2 separate regions of the Mus musculus genome follow, and region 2 is linked to region 1. A link is a contact called in public promoter capture Hi-C data. All regions are on one chromosome and are shown on one strand. The core of a region is the stretch at or near the end of the contact, and the rest is flanking DNA. Distances in the headings are between cores, read along the strand shown. Region 1 holds the start of Csk (c-src tyrosine kinase). Region 2 overlaps Gm39344 (a long non-coding RNA gene).

Evidence for each region. Promoter capture Hi-C pulls out the DNA fragments that hold promoters and counts their contacts.
Region 2: a contact with region 1 is called in a promoter capture Hi-C map of the HPC-7 cell line, with 2.6 times the contacts expected there. The contact joins the enhancer-like site here to the promoter of Csk in region 1. A contact is called at or near these places in 2 of 39 promoter capture datasets (the HPC-7 cell line and hippocampal neurons), 1 of 484 Hi-C or Micro-C datasets (embryonic stem cells) and 1 of 115 datasets of contacts at active chromatin or transcription factors (pro-B cells).

Annotation. Positions count from the first base shown.
Region 1 is chr9:57,643,764-57,647,329 of GRCm38.p6, reverse strand. Csk (c-src tyrosine kinase) reads left to right here and starts at 1,677. Exons shown (of 13, transcript NM_007783.3): 1 at 1,677-2,335.
Region 2 is chr9:58,184,411-58,188,128 of GRCm38.p6, reverse strand. Gm39344 (a long non-coding RNA gene) reads right to left here. Exons shown (of 3, transcript XR_870787.2): 3 at 1-74. Among named protein-coding and RNA genes, the nearest start is that of Gm39344, 12 kb to the right of the region's middle. Within about 2 kb of position 1,543, at least 6 of the 459 cell types and tissues checked have an H3K27ac peak or open chromatin away from gene starts, as enhancers often do. A contact at or near this core is called in the HPC-7 cell line, where this site is marked.

The DNA of each region.
Region 1 (3,566 bases), core at 428-2,927:
GCCCCTTTCTTCCCCTCAGTCAGTACCACTTTACATTGCATTCCAAGTCTTTGCCAGCAGCGTCTCCTCTCCCATCTGAAGATCCCCCTCCCACTCCCTCACCCCCATCCCCTGCTCCTAAACTAGTACCCTCTTTCAGTCCTGGTCCTTAGAAAGTGCTCCTACACCTAGCACCTCCAACGGACTTTCTGGCTTCTCTCTAGCCACTGTGCTTCCATTCTGTGGCCCTCCCATACAGGAGCACTGCTTGCTCCTGTAGCTGAGAGCAAATTGCTCCGGGAGGATCCCGGACTCCTCATTAACAATGGTGCATAATAACAGCCCGTGTTTAATTGAGGACTCACCACGTGCCACTTGCGCACCGAGCACTTCAAACCTATTAACTCATTTCCTCTCCACAAAACCTTACAAAGTTGGTGGTACCGCTCTTGCTCACTTTACCAAACCACAGTGGAAAAGGACAGACAGAGATTAGCTAACTGGTCCGACGTTGTTACACAGCCAGTGACAACTTCCCTATTGCATCTCAGCTGAAAATAAAGCCCGGAAGAGTTCCAAGAAGCTCTGTGGTTCTTTGGCCCTGTAGCTTGCAGGACTGACCGCATCTCTTTCTGCTTTCCCCTACACACGAAGTAAGTCAGGTCTCCCTGCTGTGTTCCCAGATCTAGAAAATCAACCCATGTTCCCTTCTTTCCTGTTTCTTGTGGACCTTGTACCTTTTTTTTTTTTTTCATTGTTTATCAATTTGTTCTTTGTGACAATATTTTTGCAACAACCCCTCATGAGAATTTGGCAGATATAGAGGTTTTAAGAAGTGGACTCCGGCCGGGTAGTGGTGATGCACACTCTTTTTGTTTGTTTGTTTTATGTTTTGTTTTGTTTTTCGAGACAGGGTTTCTCTGTGTAGCCCTGGCTGTCCTGGAACTCACTTTGTAGACCAGGCTGGCCTCAAATTCAGAAATCCACCTGCCTCTGCCTCCTGAGTGCTGGGATTAAAGGCGTGGGCCACCACCGCCCGGAAATGCACTCTTTAATTCTAGCACTTGGGAGGAAGAAGCAGGCAGATCTTTATGAGTTCGAGGCCAGCCTGGTCTACAGAGCAAGTTCCAGAGCTACATAGTGAGACCCTGTCTCAGAAAAACAAAAGATAACAAAAAAACTACAAAGGAGGAGAAGGAAGAAGAGGAAGAGAAGGAAGAAGAGGAGGAGGAGAGAGGAGAAAGGAGGTGGAGGAGAAGGAAGGAGAAGGACGGTGGTAGACTACAGAGCAGGGGCTGTGTAAATGCATGCTTACTGTCCCAGAAGAGTCTAGGCCTAGCCTCCACTATAGAAAGAAAACTTCGCTGGGGGGGGGGGGGGGGGGAAGAGGAGGAGAAGGAGGAGGAGGAAGCAGAGACGGTGGTAGACTACAGAGCAGGGGCCGTGTAAATGCATGCTTACTGTCCCAGAAGAGTCTAGGCCTAACCTCCACTCTAGCAAGGAAGCTTCGCCTAGAGGAAGCTGAGAGGTTGGCTCTAGCATGCTGGTGGCCCTCTGAAAGGACCTTCGGGAGCCTTCGCGAAGGCCAGCAAGTGGGGGCAGGGCGTAGACGCGGACACACCCCCCGCATTTCCTCCAAGGTCCAGCAGAGGGCGCCGACCCACGCCCCGCTGCTCGCCCGGCAGGCCCCCTCGCGCAGGCGCGCCGCAGCGGGCGGAGGATCCGGGCCGCGCTTCCTCTCACCAGGCCTGCGAGCTTCCTCCCATCGGAGCCCGGGCGAGCTGAGGTTGGCCGCCGCCGCTGAGCCTGCTGCCTTCCTTGCGCTTCCGCGCCACCCTGCGCCCTGCCCCGGGGAATCCCACCGGGGTGGGGTCCGAGCAGGGCCAACCCGGGCCGCGCCGCCGTCGGGGCCGTCCCCGGGCCAGCCGTCCCTCCCGCCTGGCCAGCCTCTGGCCGCCCAGCCTCCGGGGTGTGGGGCTTAGGCAAGCCCTGCGAGCGGCGATCGAACGCCCGGGGCGGCCCCCCGGCGGCGGCGCGACGTCCCCAAACCGAACCTCCGTGGCCGCGTTCGGAAGCGGAACTCTGCCGGGGCCGCGCCGGCTACATTGTTTCCTCCCCCCCGGACTCCCTCCCGCCCCCTTCCCCCGCCTTTCTTCCCTCCCCGCCTGGGGCTGCGCGGCAGTCCCCCTGCCTGTCTGGCTCCCCTTCCCTCTCTTTTCGCATCCATACACCTCTTTGTACCGCACCCCCTGGGGACCCCTGTGCCCCTCCCCTCCCCCTTGGCCGCATGGACTGTCCTGCAGGCCACTGATGCCGCCCTCGGTGAGGAGGCCTGGACCGCAGTGCCCCCAGAGAGGTGAGTGCTGGGCAGCCCCAAAGGAGGTGGGTGTCCTAATGCCCCCTAGAAGGGAGGAGGTCGCTCGTCCCGCCTCTGTAGCCACCACCGCCGCGCCCACACCCATCCCCCCAACCCCCCACCTCCCAAACGGGTTCGAATTCTCCCGGGAATCACTGTCAGAACACTACTGGGAATGAGCCACAAGGGAGGTAGTACTACCCAGCACCACGAGAGAATTGGCTTAGGTCTGCAGAGTCCTACCTTCCCACCCCCCAACTCCCGTGAGGAGAGCAGAGTGGGAAGTGGCTGGACCCCGGAGGAAGAGAAGTGGTATGGGCCGGACTCCCGGGCGTTTGCCCTTTCCCGTTCAGGGCTTCCCTGAAGGTATCCTGGCTTGTCTGGTTCTGAACTCTACTTCAGTCGTTGCACAGAGGTTCTATTGGCTCCAAGCAGCCCAGGGCCATGCCACCTCCCTTTGTGCCTGATAGAAGGCCGGGTCCTTGAACTAAGCCTGTCACCCTTGACCTGCCAGAGGATCAGGCTTAAAGCAAGGGACCTCTGACCCTTGGGTGGAGAAACTGGGCAGGGCTTCCAGTCTGCGTAGAGGTGACACTGGGCATTGGTACTGTACCCCGTTCCCCCCACCCCCACCCCCAGCATCCTCATCAGTCTATTTTCCCAGGCTTCTCAGGACCCAGACCAGTTATTTGGAAGGGGTGTGTCCAGTCACTGGATCTTTGGAGCTTAAGTAGGAGTTTTTTTTTTTTTTTTTTGATCATTTTGTATAGCAGGGAACTGAGGCCCAAGGGGCAGGTCATATTCCAGGCTCCTGATGGAGGGAGGCTAGCTGTCTCTCATTCCCACTTCTGCAATGATGGATGGCTGGAGGTGGAGGGGAACCAGACCCACTCTGTAACTACCAGGGACACTGGCAGTCTCCAGCCTGACCCAAGAGGGACCTTGTGGGGTGAGCGAGCACGTGTTCCCTTGCAGAGGGCTAGAGAAGAGGGAAAGGGCTTCCGGCCTCAGTGCTGTCTTCTTACAGGCCGAGATATCGTATGCATTGCTTATAAGACTTCCTCTCAGTGCGTGGGACTGGGTCCTAATCGTGTGGGCCATCTGTGTGGTGTGGTGTGGTTAGGTGTGCAGAAGCCTGGTTCTGGGCAGCTTTGAAACAGCCTGGTAGTTAGTTCTGACCCTGCCTTTCCCACATTTACCAGATGGCTCAGTCAGAACCTGAATGGGGTCA
Region 2 (3,718 bases), core at 294-2,793, 540 kb before region 1:
GCCCACGTGACAGTTCTGTCTGCAGATGTATGACAAGGGCTGTCTGGCCAGTCCATCCTCCTCTCCATGTTTACCTGTAGAGTTCGGTTTTTAATTCATGAATTTTTAAGCCTTCTTCATCTTAATATACACATGTAGAACTATTAATGTCCTCTTAAGCATACTTCTACAGGCCCCTAAGTTTTGATAGCTACTGTTTGCGCTGTCGTTCAGTCTTAAATATTTCATTCCTGTAAGATTTGTTCTTGGGCTCATGAATAATTTAGATACATGCTTTTACATTTTTAAATGTATACTTTTCCTGTCACTTTAAAATCATGTCTTTAATCTCAATGCATTGCTGTCAGAGAATAGAGGTTGCATCTCTCGTTACATGGTTGGTGATTGTTAGAACCTATTCCAAAGAGTAATATATAGAAGTTCTATAAATGTTTATTCGAGTTTGAAAAGGATGTTTGTCTTGGCCCCATGAAGATCGCTAAGTCACTAAAATGTTTGGCATGTAAACACAAATCCTTGAGCTCAATCCCAGAGACCACCCTGTCACTACCCACTCTCCCCTGGACAGATTGCCAATGATTTTGTGTTATTTTGCACTGTATGTTCTCAAGGTCCTATTACAAGGTGCATTGTTCCTTAACCAGTAAATGTGCAAACAAACAAACAAACAAACAAACAAAACATTGCTACAAAGAGAAAAACATGCTCAACCTGCACCCAGATTAACAGAAATAAACTGACCAGCCCCGGCCGCTGCCTCAACTTTGATCTATTCTCTTTCCCTACTCCCTAATTCTGGCCCCAGTCCCTTGGCCTGTACTGGAACTTTACATAATGCAATCACACACTCTGTTCCTCTTCCACTGCGCAGCAGGCAGTCTGTGGGATTCACACGGCTCTTCACTCTATCTGTTGTGATGTTCTAAGAACACACTGCATCGCATTTCCCCATCCTGTTGTTGAAGGACATTTGGGCTGTTTTCTGTTTGCGCTATTACAAATAACTGCTATTAATGTTCTCTTTGTGTCTTTTGGGAGATCTATGCATTTCTGTAGGAGTAGAGTATCGAAGCTAAAGGATGGGCCTATGCTCAGCCTCGGTAGAATTCCTAGTTTTTCAGGAATTTACCAGTTCAACTTGCATCAGCCTTGAGGGTCCTCACTGCGGCTCCTATCTGCTTGGAGCTTTGGGTGTTCTGTTAGGTTGGTACCGGTCCTGTGTTGTAGTTTTAATTGGCACTAGCTCATGACTAATGAAGCATGAGACCTCTGTTTCCTGCCCATCCTGTTATGCAAAGTGTCTGTTCAAGGCCAAACAGAACTAGTTTGCAAGATTTTGTGTCAAATAACCAAATATTAAAAATGTTTTAAAAGTATCGTCTTCCTTTGTTATTGGATTGTATCTGTTTTCCATTTTTCATTTTTTTACACCTATTTATCATCTACATGATGCACATAGAGGTGTCAGAGGACAACTTGTTGGAGGCCCTTCTCCTTCTACCACGGGAGTTCTGGAGATCAAACGCATGTCAGCAGGCCTGGCCACAAGCTCTTCTTTAGGGGATGAGCCATCTTTCTAGCCTTATCTTCTTAGACAGGGTTTCATGTATCGCAGGCTGGCTTCAAGCTCCCTATGTAGCCAAGGATAGCCTTTCAGTTCTGATCTACCTGCCTCCAGCTCACTCCATCTTCCTGGTACTACGTTTGCAGGTGTGGACCACCACACCCTACTCAGTACTGAGGATGAAACTGGCTTTTATGCACAGGGCTTTGTACACTCCGGGCAGGCATGCACTCTACTGACTCATCTCCATCCCCAGGTTATCTTTTTCTTACTGTAGGAGTCAGTTACATACTCTGGTTATGAATCCTTTGAATTTGTACCGTTTCAGCCTGTATTTAGGAAATCTTTGCCTATGGTCTTTAAAATATTCTCTTATTTTATCCTAAAAGCACTACTTGATACTCATATTTGAAGCCCATTTGGAAGTTGTTTGGTGTTCCCCGATGAGAATATCAAGGCAGCCCAGCCATTTTTTAATCACAAAGGTCGCCTTCTCCCAATCTGAACCCTTTTATAACTTTCAGGAATCCTGATAAACATCTCTGTTTGTTTGTTTGTTTGCTTGCTTGCTTGCTTGCTGTTTGTTGAGAAAGGATCTCTTGTCCCACTTTTAAGCTAAGAATGGCTTTGAACTCCCTATTCTCTTGCTTCTACCTCCCAAGTGTTGAGAGCAGAGCATGTGCCGCTATGCTTGCTGGTTTGTGTTTGTTTGTTTGTTTGTTTGTTTACTTATTTGAGACAGTATCTCATTGTGTAGCCTAGGCCTGGAACTCACTGTGTAGCCCATGTTGGCCTCAGACTTGTGATCTTCCTGAATTCTGAGACCACACATGTGAGCCACTATACTTGGTGAAGACATGCATCTCTTCGGAGTGTTGCCGTCACACCTGCTACAGTGGATGTGATCCAGTGTCTCTGCATCATCGCCAGCATTTGAGAATGTCACTATTTTTATTATCAGGCATTTCGGTAGGTCTGTACTGGCACCCCGTTGTGGTTTTAACTTTCATTTGACCAGTGGCTCAAACTGTTAGATAACACTTTTGTGCTTATGATCCCCAGTGCTCAGGAGGATCTTGAGTTTAAGGTCAGCCTAGGCTATAAAACAAACAAGATCCCATCATTTTAATTTTAAAAAATCTTGTGTGTGTGATGTATGTTTCTCTCTCTCTCTCTCTCTCTCTCTCTCTCTCTCTCTCTCTCTCTCTGTGTGTGTGTGTGTGTGTGTGTGTGTGTGTGTGTGTGAGCATGCACACACATATGCTGTGGCATACACATGGAAGTCACAGGACACCTTTCAGGAACTGCTGTTAGCTTGTCAGGTACACAGAGAACTGTACTCAACGCGCTACCTCACTGGCCCCAAAGACAGGTTCTAAAATAAACTGAGCTTATGCTTGCGGTCATTTCCTGATGGGATTGTTTGTAATGTGTTCAGCCTGATACGTGGAGAGCACTTTACAAATCCTGACCGCACACCGCTTAGACACGCGGCTTGCAAAGGTCTTCTCCCAGCCAGGAGCTTGTCTTTTGATCCTCTTTGCCCAATCTTTCATAGGATAAGCCCTTTACAATGTCTTATGAGATCAAACTGACTGAGTTTCCTTATTTCTGCTGTTAAATCCGAGAAGTCTTTGCCCAGCTCTAGATCCTAAAGATTTCCCTTCTCTGTGGTGTGTGTGTGTGTGTGTGGTGTGTTTTCAGTAAAGCTTTAAAGTTATAGATTGTATCTACCTCCCTGATCCATTTCCAGTTAGGTTTTGTATAAGGCTTGCAGTGTGGTGGAAAGGACTGTTGTTGAAAAGCTGTCTTTCCTCCATAGCGATGCTTTGTGGTCTTTGTTAGAAATCAGTTGGGCACGTGTGGGTGGGCCAGCTTCCGGTTCTCCAGTCTGTGCCACCCAGCTCTGCATGTAATCCTCCACACTGTATTGATTGCTGTAGAAAGTAAGCCCAAATGTCAGGTGCAGCGATGCCTCCCACTTTATTTTGCCTGCCACACGGCTATTTTAGCTTCTCTGAAGGCTGCGTCTGCCTTTATACATTGTAGAATAAGCAAGTCTGTTTACAGAGGCCTTGCTGAGACTTGTGTAGACCTGCATTAACCCACAGATATCTTCAGTAGCATGAACCTTAGAACCCAAAATCATGATAT